2 separate regions of the Cricetulus griseus genome follow, and region 2 is linked to region 1. Evidence: chromatin contacts called from public Hi-C data. All regions are on one chromosome and are shown on one strand. Each heading gives the region's core, a stretch centred on a gene start, on an enhancer-like site or on the middle of the called end of the contact. The rest is flanking DNA. Distances are from core to core; before and after follow the strand shown.

What was found. A called contact is a pair of places that touch in the nucleus more often than the background predicts.
Region 2: a Hi-C map of the CHO-K1 cell line shows a contact between it and region 1, with 2.6 times the contacts expected there. The contact joins two enhancer-like sites. A contact is called at or near these places in 2 of 8 Hi-C or Micro-C datasets (the CHO-K1 cell line and the CHO-S cell line).

Annotation. Positions count from the first base shown.
Region 1 is chr3:7,988,933-7,995,891 of CriGri-PICRH-1.0, reverse strand. No RefSeq gene overlaps it. Among named protein-coding and RNA genes, the nearest start is that of Smc3, 22 kb to the right of the region's middle. Within about 2 kb of position 3,336, at least 3 of the 6 cell types and tissues checked have open chromatin away from gene starts, as enhancers often do. A contact at or near this core is called in the CHO-K1 cell line, where this site is marked.
Region 2 is chr3:8,153,559-8,160,636 of CriGri-PICRH-1.0, reverse strand. No RefSeq gene overlaps it. Among named protein-coding and RNA genes, the nearest start is that of Smndc1, 17 kb to the left of the region's middle. Within about 2 kb of position 5,151, at least 3 of the 6 cell types and tissues checked have open chromatin away from gene starts, as enhancers often do. A contact at or near this core is called in the CHO-K1 cell line, where this site is marked.

The DNA of each region.
Region 1 (6,959 bases), core at 2,087-4,586:
GAGACAGAGTCTCTTACTGTTCCTGGAACTCACTGATTCTGCTAGACTGGCTGGCCAGGAAGCCAGCAAGGATTCTTCCTTCCCCACTTCTCCAGTACCAAGGTGACAGGTGCCAGTGCCACGGCAGGTGCTAGGCACAGAACACAGATCGTCATGCTTGTGTCCAAACACAGTATCAACTGAGGCATCTCACCAGCTCCACAGTTACGAGCACTGGTTTCTCTTCTAGAGGACCAGGGTTCTGTTCCCAGCACCGACATGGTGGTTCACATCATCAGTCCCAGGGGATCTGGCACATGTAGGCAAAATATCAATATACATAAAATAAAAATTGGTTTAAGTTTTGTTTTTTTTTTTTGTTTTTTTGTTTTTTTTTTTTTGACTAAATCCTGGAGCGGTGGCTCATCAGTTAAGAGCATGTGCTGACCTTGCAGAGGAGCCAGGTTGATTCCCAGCACCCACATGGCTGCCAACAATTGTCTGTAACTCCAGGTCCAAGTGACCCAATGCCCTCTTCTGGCCTGTGTGGCACTAGGCACACATGTATCATACATGCAAGCAAAACATTTACACACATAGAACAAAAATAAACAAATCTTGGAACAAAAAGTGATTAAATCCCAAACTGGGTTTGGTGGCACAGGCCTGCAGTTCCAGCTGCCTAAAAAGCTAATGTTCAAAGATGAAAAGTTCAAAGCCTGTCTGGGCTAAGAGCTAGTTCAAGGCCATCCTAGGGAACTTAAGGAGACCTTGTCTCAGATAGTAAAAAAAGAGGGCTAGGGGCTGGAGAGATGGCTCAGAGGTAAAGAGCACTGACTGTTCTTCCAGAGGTCCTGAGTTCAATTCCCAGCAACCACATGGTGGCTCACAACCATCCGTTATGAGATCTGGTGCCCTCTTCTGGTGTGCAGATATACATGCAAGCAGAATGTTGTATACATAAATAAACAAAATCTTAAAAAAAAAAAAAAAAAAAGAGGGCTGGAATCCCAGTGTGGTAATGCATACCTTAAATCCCAGCACTGGGGAGGCAGAGGTAGTCAGATCTATCTGAATTTGAGGCCAGCCTGGTCTACATAGCAAGTTCCTGGACAGCCAGGGCTGTATAGTGAGAACCTGTCTGAAAACAAAGCAAAAGCTTGCTGGAGACATAGCACAGTGGGAAAGTGCTTGCACACATCCAACAGGGCCTAGGTTCAATCCACATTACCACTGGGGGCGGGGGGCATCCCATTCTCCACTGTAAGATCTTTAATCTGGGGGGACAGTGCTGCAGGGGAACAGAAGAGAGCTGCTCAGAAGTGCAGTCATGTGAGAAAACCAGTTCCCAGGGCAGCTCAGGAGGCTGCTGCTGTTGGAGTCAGGAGCCAAGAGAGGAAGTAGTGTTACAGATCGTGGAAGGGCAGTGCAGAGCCCACTAGGTCAAGAACAGTCTCTAAGGCTTTAGACTGTGCAGGCTTCATAATTTTTGAGAGGGTTATGATTTGAAGGATCCTCCTACAGGCTAGAAGGATACTGTCCTCTTGCTCAAGTGTTTATTGGTTGCAGGTTGTTGAACTTGCTAGAGAGGGCTGTGTGTGAAGGGCTGAGCTGGTGTGGTGTTTGTGTGGAGGATCAGCGTCCTGGGAGGAAACTGCATCTCAGAGGACTGCCCAGGAGGTAGGCTGGAGACGAGGAACTGGGGGGTCTTGCTGTCTTTGAGATGGTCCTCCCGTGTTGTCCAGGCTGAACTCCTACCTTAGCCTCCTGAGCAGCTGGGACCAGAGGATGAGCTGCCATGCCCAACTGGAGGCAGCTCTCGTCAGGAGTGATGAGATGAGCAAGGGAAGCATCTGAATGGCATGGAAGCTGAGAGAAGGAGAGCCACTCTGCAAGTCTTGTATGGGAATTTGCTGATGTCACATACTTAGGTAATGACCGACCTACAGCAAAGAAAGAGGAGGGTGGGAGTAGGGAAAGAAAGACCGAGAGGCTGCTCTTGGGTACATCTGTGCTTCTGTTTCTCTATTTGGAGACACCATAAGCCTTTAGTATTTCAGATTGTTTTTTACCTGAACACAGATGATTTAGACGAAGGCTTCCACTTCTGAGAGTCTCTGTTTTTAACACAGTAACTGCCATTATGCTCTACTTCCACCAACCTTAAATAGTGTTTGCGTGAACATGTCTATGTGTGTTATCTGATTTTTCACAACAACCCTATTAGTAGCTACAGACTTGGTACCCCTAAAAAAAAACTGCTGGGGTCCAGCTTGTATCAGTCCCATGCTACAGAGGCTATTTATTCCAGACTGATGTCTTTGGGGCTGAGATCGGAGCCAGTCAAATGGCCCCGGGAGTGCTGGGCCGGGAAACTCCTAGCTACGCAACGGTGATAAAGACAAGACACAGATACCTTGTCATTTCAGGAGGGCCCTCAGTCCATGCTGGAGTCTGGAGTCTCTGGTTTATTCTAGCATCCTCTTAAATAGCTTTCCAACAGTGGAGGTGACCACAGAAGACATCTACTATCATGTATAAAGCTGATATCAAAAAATTATTTTAACCCTAGCGGCACACCTAAACAGTCCCTAGGCACAAAACCATCAGAATAGGCGTGGGCGCACCCAGGGCCTAGGTCTGTTGTTATGCAAACTAGGAGACATTCTCCACAAAGGCCAAGTCATCCGGTGGTAATTAGCCGAGCATCTGAAAGACAATGGGAGATCCAGGCTCCTGAGATAGAGTTTGAGCCTATATCTGAAATACCATAATTTATATTTTTCCGGCCCAGACAACAAACAAACAAACAGAGAAGCCTGAGGAGTAAAGTGACCTGTCCAAACAGTAACTCTCTGTCTATAAGGTCTGCGATTTGGAAAGCAGTGAAAAGCTCTTTAAGGAAGTATTTTCTCTGTGACTGAGGCTGAGGCTGGCCCCAAGGCCCCAAGGTCCTGGAGATGCCCACGTAGCTGGAGGCTGGACTCCTTCCTGGTTTCACTGCCAAGTTTCCCCCACCCACCCGCTCTTCAGTTTTTGCATAGTGACTTTCTCCAAAGACTGTGTCACTCTTGATAGTGACACTGCAAGAAAAGCTTGTGATTGAATCACTTCCTGTCCCATTCAGTGTCCCCTGTTCTCCAGTGCTCTTGTTTTACCACTTAGTAATAAGTACCGCGATGATGATGGCCTCTGGAAGGCTCTGGAGGTCTGGTCAGCCCTTCTATAATCTCATATGTGTGCCAAGAAACAAACTTCCAGTTTAGTGCCGTTCCACAACCATGTCCACAGGGGGCCTGGTGGGACCCTGGTTGTCCCAGAAGGCTGGTGGGGCAACCCCAGCCATGAAGTAAAAGAGGTAGTCACTGACTTGGCTTCCCCATGGGTGCTTACTCACTGAGTCCTCTCATCTTGAGCTCATGTGTCAGGACATGTGTGGGAAGACACATGCCAAAGGATTGTGTGTATTTTGGGGAAACCCCAGTTATCTTCTATTTTCTCAGAAAGGGCTTCCTAGAGGCTAAGAACCACCCTGCCAATGGAGCCTGAGAGGCAAGGGGGCCATGGGCTAGTTGAGGTTCAACTGGGAAGGAGAATTCCCCTGGGTAGATAGGGCCATGGAGAATCTAAGACCATCCAGCTGCACTGGAGTCTCTAGGAGTCATTTTGTTGTCTCAAGACAGGGTCTTCTGTAGCCCAGGCTGGCCTTGAACTCACTCTTCAGCTGTGGATGACATTAAACTCCTTTTGATCCTCCTGCCTGTCCCTCCTAAGTACTGGGATTACAGGTTTGTGGCACTGCAGCCAGCTTAGAACTCTTAAAATTCTAAAGGTTAAGGTATTTTTGCCCCAGAGCCAAGGACACCCTCACAGACAAAATGAAACCATCCAAATCCTAAAAACAGCCGAGAGTGATCACACTCATACACAAGCACCCCCACACACACACACATGCATCACACATACATAACACATATGTACCTCCACTCCACACGCATCACACACATACTACACACACACATGCAACACTACATTTGAATCCCCACACATGCATATCTCTCTCTCTCTCTCTCTCTCTCTCTCTCTCTCTCTCACACACACACACACACACACACACACACACACACACACTCCATAACAGAACATGCAGTCCTCTGTCATCTGGATCAACATGAACCTGCTTGACCCTGAATCGTCACTCAAACTCCTCAGTTTCCCTAGTATCTGTCTTAGTCAGTGTTGTGTTGCTGTGAAGAGACACCATGACCACAGCAACTCAAGGAAAACATTTCCTTGAGGTGGCAGCTCATAGTTTCAGAGGTTCAGTCCACTATCATCATGGCGGGGAGCGTGGCAGTGTGCGGGCAGACAGTGCTGCCTACATCTTGATCAGAAGGCAACAGGAAATGGTCTCAGTCTCACTGTGTGTGGCTTGAATATATATGAGCCCTCAAAGCCTGCCTCTACAATGACACACTTCTTTCAAGAAGACCAAACCCACTCCAACAAGGCCACATCTCCTAATAGGATCACTCCCTATGAGCTTATGGGGGCCAATTACATTCAAACTACTACAGTATCCAACTAGAAATTATAAGTCCTATGGCTGTTCTGTATCCTGGTTAGAGTATACGTGTGTATATATGTGTGTCCAAGTGCATAGGATTGTATACAGGAAGGAAAAGGTCCATTTCACTATAAGTTTTCTTTAAAGATTCCTTCTTTAAGCTGGGCATGGTGGCACACACCTATAACCCCACAGCACTCAGGAGGCAGAGAGAAGACCAATGGGTTTCAAGTCAGACACGGTTACACTGGGAGACTGTCTCAGAAACACACACACACATACATGCACATGTGTACACACACACACACACACACACACACACACACACACACACACACACACGGAAAAATTATCTTCTCCTGTTTATGTGGCATCAAAGATGTGGCCTTATGTAGACAGTCAACAAGATCAATAACCTATTGGATGTATGGAGTGTTGGACTCCTGCAGGCAGTCTACCATCATCCCTTTGTGGCACCTTTCCTTGGGTCATTTGTGATAGGAGAATGTAGTTTGGGGATTCAGGAAATACTGACAGTTTGTTCAATTCTCTGACCACTTAGGCAACTTCTGACCTAAAGAAAGGGTTGCTACTAGAAGCCTACTCTTCCTTCCTTCCTTCCTTCCTTCCTTCCTTCCTTCCTTCCTTCCTTCCTTCCTTCCTTCCCTTCTTCTTTTGAGACAGGATCTCAATTTGTAGCCCTGGCTGTCTTGGAATTCACTGTGTAGACTAAGCTCAAGCTCAAACTCACAGAGATCCGCCTGCCTTCGCTTCCTGAGCATTGGAATTAAAGGTGCACATCGCTGGGCGTTGGTGGCGCATGCCTTTAATCCCAGCACTCGGGAGGCAGAGGCAGGCAGATCTCAGTGAGTTCGAGACCAGCCTGGTCTACAAGAGCTAGTTCCAGGACAGCCTCCAAAGCTACACAGAGAAACCCTGTCTTGAAAAACCAAAAAATAAATAAATAAATAAATAAAGGTGCACATCACCACATCCACCCCCTACTTTAATTTGATCCTGGCAACAATGTGGCAAGTCAGGCATTGCACCTCTTTCTGCTTCATGAATTGAGAAACTAAGCCCTGGGGGTGGGGCTTAAGCCCCTTTCTTTTCATTTTTTTCAGCGATTAATAGAAGATTTATTTATGCAAGAATAAAGTCTTCCTTGCCAAACTTAATAGGAGAGGTTCAATGTTCGTTCCAGTTTTCCTCCCTGGATAAGTCTTTCCTTCCCTGTCTATTTTGAAAGCATAACACCAGAAGACGGGGGGGGGGGGGGGTGGGCAAATGCCGCCATCACAGCTACTAAAAGAGCTTTTTAGAGTGGGTCTGAAATTAGGATAAATATTTGCTGATCTTGCATAGGTCCAATGAATCAAGGCAGGATCTTCAATGTGCGTTTGCCTTTTGGGGTCCTTGTACTGAAGCAGATACTCCCACTTAAGCTAGGTCCTTTTGCTCAAGTGCTCTACCTGCACCTTTTGGGGTCCCTGGAGACTCTGCTGGGTCGAGTACTGGACAGAGTAGCCAGGGCACAGGTTTATACTTGGAGTCTGAAATCTTGGTTCGGGGAGCACATTTCCACCTTTTAGCCCCTTTCTTTTCTTTCTTTTTCTTTCTTTTTCTTTTTTTCTTTTTTGGTTTTTCGAGACAGGGTTTCTCTGTGTAGCTTTGGAGCCTATCCTGGTGCTCACTCTGTAGACCAGGCTAGCCTCGAACTCACAGAGATCCTCCTGCCTCTGCCTCCTGAGTGCTGGGATTAAAGGCGTGAGCCACTAACACTTGTCTTTAAGCCCCTTTCTTAAATCCTTCAGTTACTTGTTGCTGGAGACAGGAATCCAACCTAAAATGCAGAGGATAAGTGAACACACATACATGTATATGCATAATGTATATTTATATTGTGTATCAATATATATTATTCCTAAGTACCCCCATAATACATTCATGTATATGTATTGTATATGCATGTGTACATATGTAATACGTGCATGCCCATGTATTCTGACAAATTTGCACAAGTAGGCAAAGATGAGTCCCTCCCAGGTTCCTCATGGTTAAGAGCAAGACTTGTTACCTGGGTGGTTTCTGTGGCAAGGGATGAGTTCATTCCGAGCTGGATGGTTCTATGCCGAACACTGTACAAACTGGTAGGGGTACCAACTCTAGGCTGGCGTGTCTCTCTTTTTGGTTGCTTCACAATGGAACCAGATATTTATCCCAGGGTCCTAGGTTAGCATATGCTAGGGGGGGGGGGGTCACCCAGGTACTGGTATTTACAGAAGAGAAAGCTTTGTTTCCAATGACCTGCTTTCTAGGAGTTGGGGTGAAGGAGGATCATAAGAAAGCAGCCAGGGACGGGCATTGGTGGCACACGCCTTTAATCCCAGCACTGGGGAGGCAGGGGCAGGAG
Region 2 (7,078 bases), core at 3,902-6,401, 160 kb before region 1:
GGACCTAAATGGTGGCATGAGCAAAAACCTGAGCTGTCTAAATTTGGCTGTCATTTTATAGGTGCTAATGTCTGGCTGATGGTTAGTTCTGTTACTTGTAGCCAAAATGTCTTCCTGGCTACCTTTTCTCTCATCCCTCTCATTTCAGGTGTCATCTGAAAGTGTTCTGCTCAAGAAAGACATGCATGGATGGATGAATGGGTGGGGTGGGTGGGTGGGTATGTGGGGTGGGAGGTGGGTGGGTGGATGAGTGGGTGGGGGGTGGGTGGGTGGATGGATGGTTCCATCAGTGAGTGTGTCAGGATGCTGAGGACTGAGGATATAATATAGACTATACAAGGTCCCTGTCCTTATAGAGTCTTTGTCCTTGTGGGAATAAGACTTCACTTGCAGGTCAGATTAGCAACTTCTCTAGATGAACAAGCTTTATATTTCTATAATGGCCAAGTAGGTTCCACCAACAGGAGAGGTTAGAATAGAAACCCTTGGGCCACAAGCTCACTGTTTAGGAATTCACCTGACTGTCAGGATAGCTTTCAGTAGCTATAGAAAAAGGAAATGACAACTGAGATCTTGACGAAAACTTTGTCTCCCGAGTTTGTGACTCAGGAAAAGCTGTAGTGCTCCTGATCCGACATCTCTGTCCCCAGACATAAGACGGGGAACTGTGGGACACGTTGGGGGCCACAATGTGAAGCAGCTAGAAAAACTTAGTTTCTTTTTATCTTAATGTTCTGAGACAGGATCATGTGGATGAGGTTGGCCTTTAACTCACCATGTAGCCAAGGCTGGTCTTGAGCTCCTGTTTTTCCTGCTTCTGTACTGGGATTACAGGCTTCTGTTACTATTGCACCTGGCTCTGGAAAATCTCAGAGTGAGTAAATGAGAGGTGTTGGGAGCAAAGGAAACTCACGGCCTACGCAGTGTTGCTGCTTGAGTCCAGGTGAAGCTATGAGGAGTGGCAGGCCCAGGCTTCCGTCTGCATGAAAGCGGCCAGCAAGAAGATGCCTTCTAGTTAAAGACTATCCAGTGCCCCCTTATAGAGAACTTCACTTGGGACTCTCTTTTTATTTTTTAATTACTTATTTTTATTTTGTGTGCATTGGTATTTACCATAGGTGTAGGTCCCCTGAAACAGGAGTTACAGACAGTTGTGAGCTGCCATGTGGGTGCTGGGAATTGAACCAGGGTTTTCTGGGAGAGCAGTCTTAACCACTCTTAACCACTGAGCCGTCTCTCCAGCTCCTACTTGTGACTCTTATTTAATGTCACTCTACCACTCTACCACATACTGTTTGCATAAAGGATGGGATGGCCCCACCTGTCCCATTTCCAGGGAACAGCAGCTAGGATCAGTGTTCACCACTGGGATGAGGGAAGACTCACCAGGAAGGTGAATGGATGAAGTGAAAGCAGGTTTCCTGACCAGAGAGCAGATTCCAAGGAGCGGGGCAGGAAGGAGCCATAACAGTGGTGCAAAGCACTGGCTGGGCCTCTGATCTGTGGAAGGTTCAACTGTGAAGCCTAGGCGCTGGGGAGGCCAAGAAAAGGCCTTTGACCTGGTCCTGATAGCTGGCTCTTGTCATAAACTCAGCATCAGCTGACAAAGGAGCCTGATAAAGGCGGCCTCTACAGGAGTAGGCGTCTGATAAGGCTGGTGTAACACACCACACAGATGTTTTCCATCTTCTCATGAGTTGTTGAAGTCCAGCTCATCAACTTTACAGTGCTTTCTGCTACAAGATGGTGGCCTGGGCATGGAATAGCGAGCATGAAGGACGGTCTTTGCTCTAAAGGAGCTTACATTTCAGCAGGAGAAGGCTGTCATTCACAAGCCAGCAGCAAATGCACAGGGAAGATTTAGATCTGAGAATGAGCTATCAAGATTGGTGAGGAAGCGCTGGAGAGACGGTTCAGTGTTTCAGAGTCCTGGCTACTCTTCCAGAGGACCCAGGTTCAATTCCCAGCACCCACATGGCAGCTCACAGCCATCTGTAACTAGTTCCAGGAGATCTGGCCTCCAGGGACATACACATAGTACACAGAAATATATCCAGGCAAAAACAGTCATATACATAGAATAAAAATAAATACATCTTAAAAAAAAAAAAAAAAGATTGACCAGGAGATGCCTGTCAAAGCAGGGAGATTTTCTCTATGGAGGTGAGTTTAAGTGGGGCCATAGCCATGTGACAAGAAGAGGCAGAGCACCCCAGGCAGGAGGAAGACTCCAAGGCAGGAACAAGAGCAGACTGAGTAAGCCACAGAGAGAAGGCACTGTGAGGACAGCATTGTGAATGAGGAGACAAGGAAAGAGACCAGGCGGAGGGGTTCACAGAGGAGGTCGCCTGAGATCCCGTGAGCGCTTAGTGCTTACCCTGAATGCAGTGGGCACTCACAATGTGTCGCTGAGACCTGACCTCTCCCTGGAAACACAAGTCTGGCTAAAGGGTGAGGGGTACACCGAAAGACGGGGACAGAGGAGTAGGAGAGTGCTTGGGAGAGGATGTCAGACACGGTGGGCCAGAGTTGGGACAGCAGAGATGATGTGGAGAAAGTAGGGTACTGGGGACTCACTGGAGCAGAGGAAACAGCAGGTACTGTGGGTCAGAAGTGGGGTGTGAGGACGGAGATGATTCAAACATGACTCAGTTTTAGCCCGAGCAGTTCAATGAATGCCAGTGTCATTTACAAAAGTGAGAAGGCCCTCACTGGCCTTCATATTATCTGTCTCAGCTGTATGAGACATCCACGAAGAGATGACAAATGGCCTCAGAGCATGCCTGGAGTACAGGGGTGGTGTTTAGTCTAGAGCTTCTTATTTGGAAGGTGTAGACATAGAGATAGAGACAGATGGAATGAGGTCACCCAGTTAAAGGGCAGAGGGGACATAGTTACAGAGCCCTGAGTACTGCCCATCCTAAAGAGAAGAGAAGGGAGGGGAGGGGAGGGAGAGGAAGGGAAGGGAGGGGAGGGGAAGGGAAGGGAAGGAAAAGGAAGGGAAGGGAAGGGAAGGAAAAGGAAGGGAAGGGAAGGAAGAGAGTGAGGAAGGAAGAGAGTGAGGAAGGAAGCAAAGTGGACCACTGTGTGTCACAGAAGCACAGACTCGAGTCTCCGCATCTCCAGAACAAGGAAGTAGTTGCCCGGAGGGGATATTGCTCACTGGTTGGCTAAGATGAGGACAGAGACCTAACCATGAACTTTGGCAAGATACCCTTGACAGGCTACTGCTGGGTGAAGGGTTGAGGATGACAGCTTCCTGGCCGGGCCCTGAGGAGTCCATAAAGTCTGGGGTGTATTCATGGCTCCTGGCAGAGATAAGCCATCATTTTCCAAGAGTGGGATATTCTTAGTTTTCTTAGTTTAAATTTACAAACAATGAAACACATGTTGTAAGTGAAGAAGTTTTCTTTGGATTGAAATGAAATTTACCCAACACAGAATTAATCATTTAGAACATCTTATGGGATCCAGTACATTCTCAGTGTGGTGGGGTCACCACCTCTAGCTCTCTATCCCAAAGCATTTTTGTCTTCCTGGAGGAGATCCTTCCTCCTTAGGAAGGGACCTTCTTTGAGGACATGCTTTTGTGTGACTTTAGTTACTGACTTTATTTTGTATTCAGGTGCTGGAGAATGTATCCAGCGTCACACTGTAAATAAATGCCATACCCCTGAGCCCTGTCCAACATGCTCTCTTAGTGCCGGCTTTAATAAGTTCCGTGACATACCAAATTCGTTTCATGCTATAGCTCCTCTGTAGAGGGCGAGGCCCAGCCCTTCCCTCAGCAGTGCCTCCCACGTGTGCTGCTGAACCACACGCAGCTGAGACATCCCTGACCTTGGCAGAGTCAGAGTCCAACCTCTTTCCTGTCCCTCCTCTCAGAAACTAACGGTTGCAACTGACATCTCTGTGGTCCCACTGTCACCAACAAGGCAGCTGTGGAGTTAATGACAGGGCAAACAAAAAGCTGGCGATAATTGGGTGCTTGGATGTTCAAGCATAATTGTTATTCTGGGGGAAAAAATCAATTAACTGAATAAGAATGTGCCATTGAGACAAACATTTGTTTTTCTTCTGGCATGGCTCCAGCGAGGTGGGTCAGGTCCAGAAGGTATAAAGGTATGTCTGGTGTTATAGAAATTAAAGTATACTTTGAGATGTCTGAGAGAAGATGGGGTTGTTGGGGAGTTTGTGTTTCTGTGGGAATGCTGGGGATACAGCTCAGTTGGTGGATTGCTTGCCTGGCAAGAATGAAGCCCTAGCTTCCATCTCCAGGGGTTATAAATCAAGCAAGGGTACACAAACCCTATAATCCCAGCTTTTGAGAGATGGAAGTGCAAGGTCAGAAGTCTGAGACCATTCTTAGCTATATAAGGAGTTTGAGGGCAAGCCAGTGCTACAGACACCACTTTTGTTTTGCTGGGAGGAGGGTGTGGGGCAGGGTTTCTCTGTGTAGTCCTGGCTGTCCTGGAACTCACTCTGTAGACCAGGATGGCCTCCAACTTATAGATCCACCTACCTCTGCCTACTGAGTGATGGGATTAAAGATGTGTGCTACCGCCACCCAGCACAGACCCTATTTTAAGAACAAACCATCAAAATAAAAACAAGTTTCTGTGTATGTGCATGGGGGTGCATTCGTCTATTTGTATATATGTGGAGGTCAGAGGTTTTATATTGGGATGGCGTCTTCAGTAACTTCCCCCTTTATTTTTTGATCCAGGGTCCTCATTAATGCTGGAACTTTGCTGTTTTGGTTAAACTGGCTTGCTGGCCAGCCCCCAGGGATTCACCTGTCTCTTCCCTCCCACTCCCCCAGCACCCAAGTTATAGAAGTGCCCAGCTTTTATGTGGGAGCCCCGGGATTCAAACTCAGGGCCTCATGCTAGCAGCAAACACTTTACAGTGGGCCTTTGGGGTCTCCTGCAGCTGACGACTCTGGGCCATTCTGTTCTGGCTCCCTGAGACTCTCAGCAGGGCCTTTTAGCCTTCTCTGTGTTTATGGGTTTTCTACCCTCGCTTGGGCTCTTAGAATCACAAATAGCCTCAGCGGAAGGAGTCAGATGCTCTGAGTCTCCCTGTGCTAATGGACAGTCACCACACCCCCTGCCACCATAGCTCATGACAAGGCCTTCAGCATAATGGAAGGCATTTGAGGATCTATTTTTCTCTCCAGCAGAGCATTACTCACCTACTCCCGAGTGTCACAGGGAAGGGGAGCAGAAAACACAATAAACCGCCAAGGATGAGTCAAGTTTCAACAGAGGCTGGGCTCCAAGACAGGAGGCAGGCTGTTTCTTCTGTATTCCGGAGATTCAAATGGCAAGGAGTCCTGAACTCTCTGCTCCCTTCTCCCCAGGAAGGGAGGCAAATGGAACTGTGCTCCATGGTGCTATTTCCAGGTTAGGTTATAGAAAGAAGGGAAAGTGATGCTCTGAGAGCCGATCCCTCAAGGCCCCAGGGCTGAAAAGGCAGCATGAGGATTCCCACAGGCAGAAGGTGCCAAGAAGCAATTTTATGACCATTTGGTGTTAGTTTTACATTTTCACATAATTGCTTAATTCAGTAGAAAGATCAGAAGAGAGAGAGGCAGTTGGATCTCTGTGAGTTCCAGACCAGCCTGAGCAACATAGCAAGCCACAGTCCAGCCAGGGCTATATAGTGAGACCCTGTTCCAACAATAACAGTAACAACCACCCAATCCAGAAAGATCTAAAGGAGGCTGGGGTTAAGATGGATGTAGGATAGAGACTAATAGCGTACGCCGTTGAGGAATTGCCCAGCTTCTGTCTTACATGAGTTATTTTGAGTGTTTTCACAGGCCACGTGGACAAACCCTGTAGAAAATACACATTTTGACATGGTTGGCATACCAGAGGCCAGTAGTCCCCAAATTTGGCTGACATGACCGTCACAGAGCTGGTAGTAATACAAGCTCTTGCTGTGTTGTAAGGCATTCTGGGCTCCTGAGCCTTGTGTGGAAATCTCTATTTAGAAATCTCCCTAAGTTTGGGAACTGTGGCAGAGGGCCACATTTTGAAAGGAAGAGATCACATGTCAGCTACTGGGCCACTCACTTATTTTCATTTATTTTTTGAAAATTGGTTATTTGAGAGCCTGCCTCTCTCTCTCACACACACACACACACACACACACACACACACAAAAAAAGTTGCTAACTTCTCACACACACACACACACACACACACACACACACAAAAAAAAAAAAAAAGTTGCTAACTTCAGGGTCTAGAGACTCCTTGGTCAAGTATGAGCTATTCTTGCAGAGGACCTCTAGCTCACAATGGCCTCTAACTTAGCTCCAAGGGCCCTGATGACTGATTCTAGCTTCTGTGGGCACCTGAATACATGGCATACAAAAAGAGAGAGAGAGAGGTTAAAATCAGTCTTCAAAAATTAGAAAATTGCCGGACGGTGGTGGTGCACAGTTTTAATCCCAGCATTCAGGAGGCAGAGGCAGGAGGATCTCTGAGTTTGAGGCCAGCCTGGTCTACAGAGACAGGACAGCCAGGTCTACACAGGAAAACCTTGTCTTGGGAGAAAAATGAGAAACTTTATCACATTTTCTTTTTATTTTTTTTTGCATATAGAGAGGGTGGTGACATGCAAGCCATGACTCTATGGAGGTCAGAGGGAAATTGGTGGGAGTTGGTTAACTCCCTCCACCCTGTGGATCCCAGGGATTGAACTCAAGTTTGGTAGCAAGAGCCTTTATCAGCTGAGTGATGTCAATGGACCCTAATCGGTTTTAATCTTAACTTAAAAGTGGGTGAGGTGGGCTTTGTGCATCAATGAAGATAGTAGTTGTGAGAGCAGCCCTGATGGCCTTTGCTTTTACTGGTTAGTAAAAAGAGGTCTTTCAATTCAGTAATGGCCAGTCTTTTTTGTCTCATTTGGACTAACTGCAAACCAAACACAAGAAACCATTCTCTAGAGGAAGCCCTTGGATTCTAGAAACATTTTTGACCTATGGTGAGCGATTTAATCCCTTTGTGCTTGGCACACATATTTCTACCATGAGTGTATTAGTAGGCACACTTTCTACAGATCCACA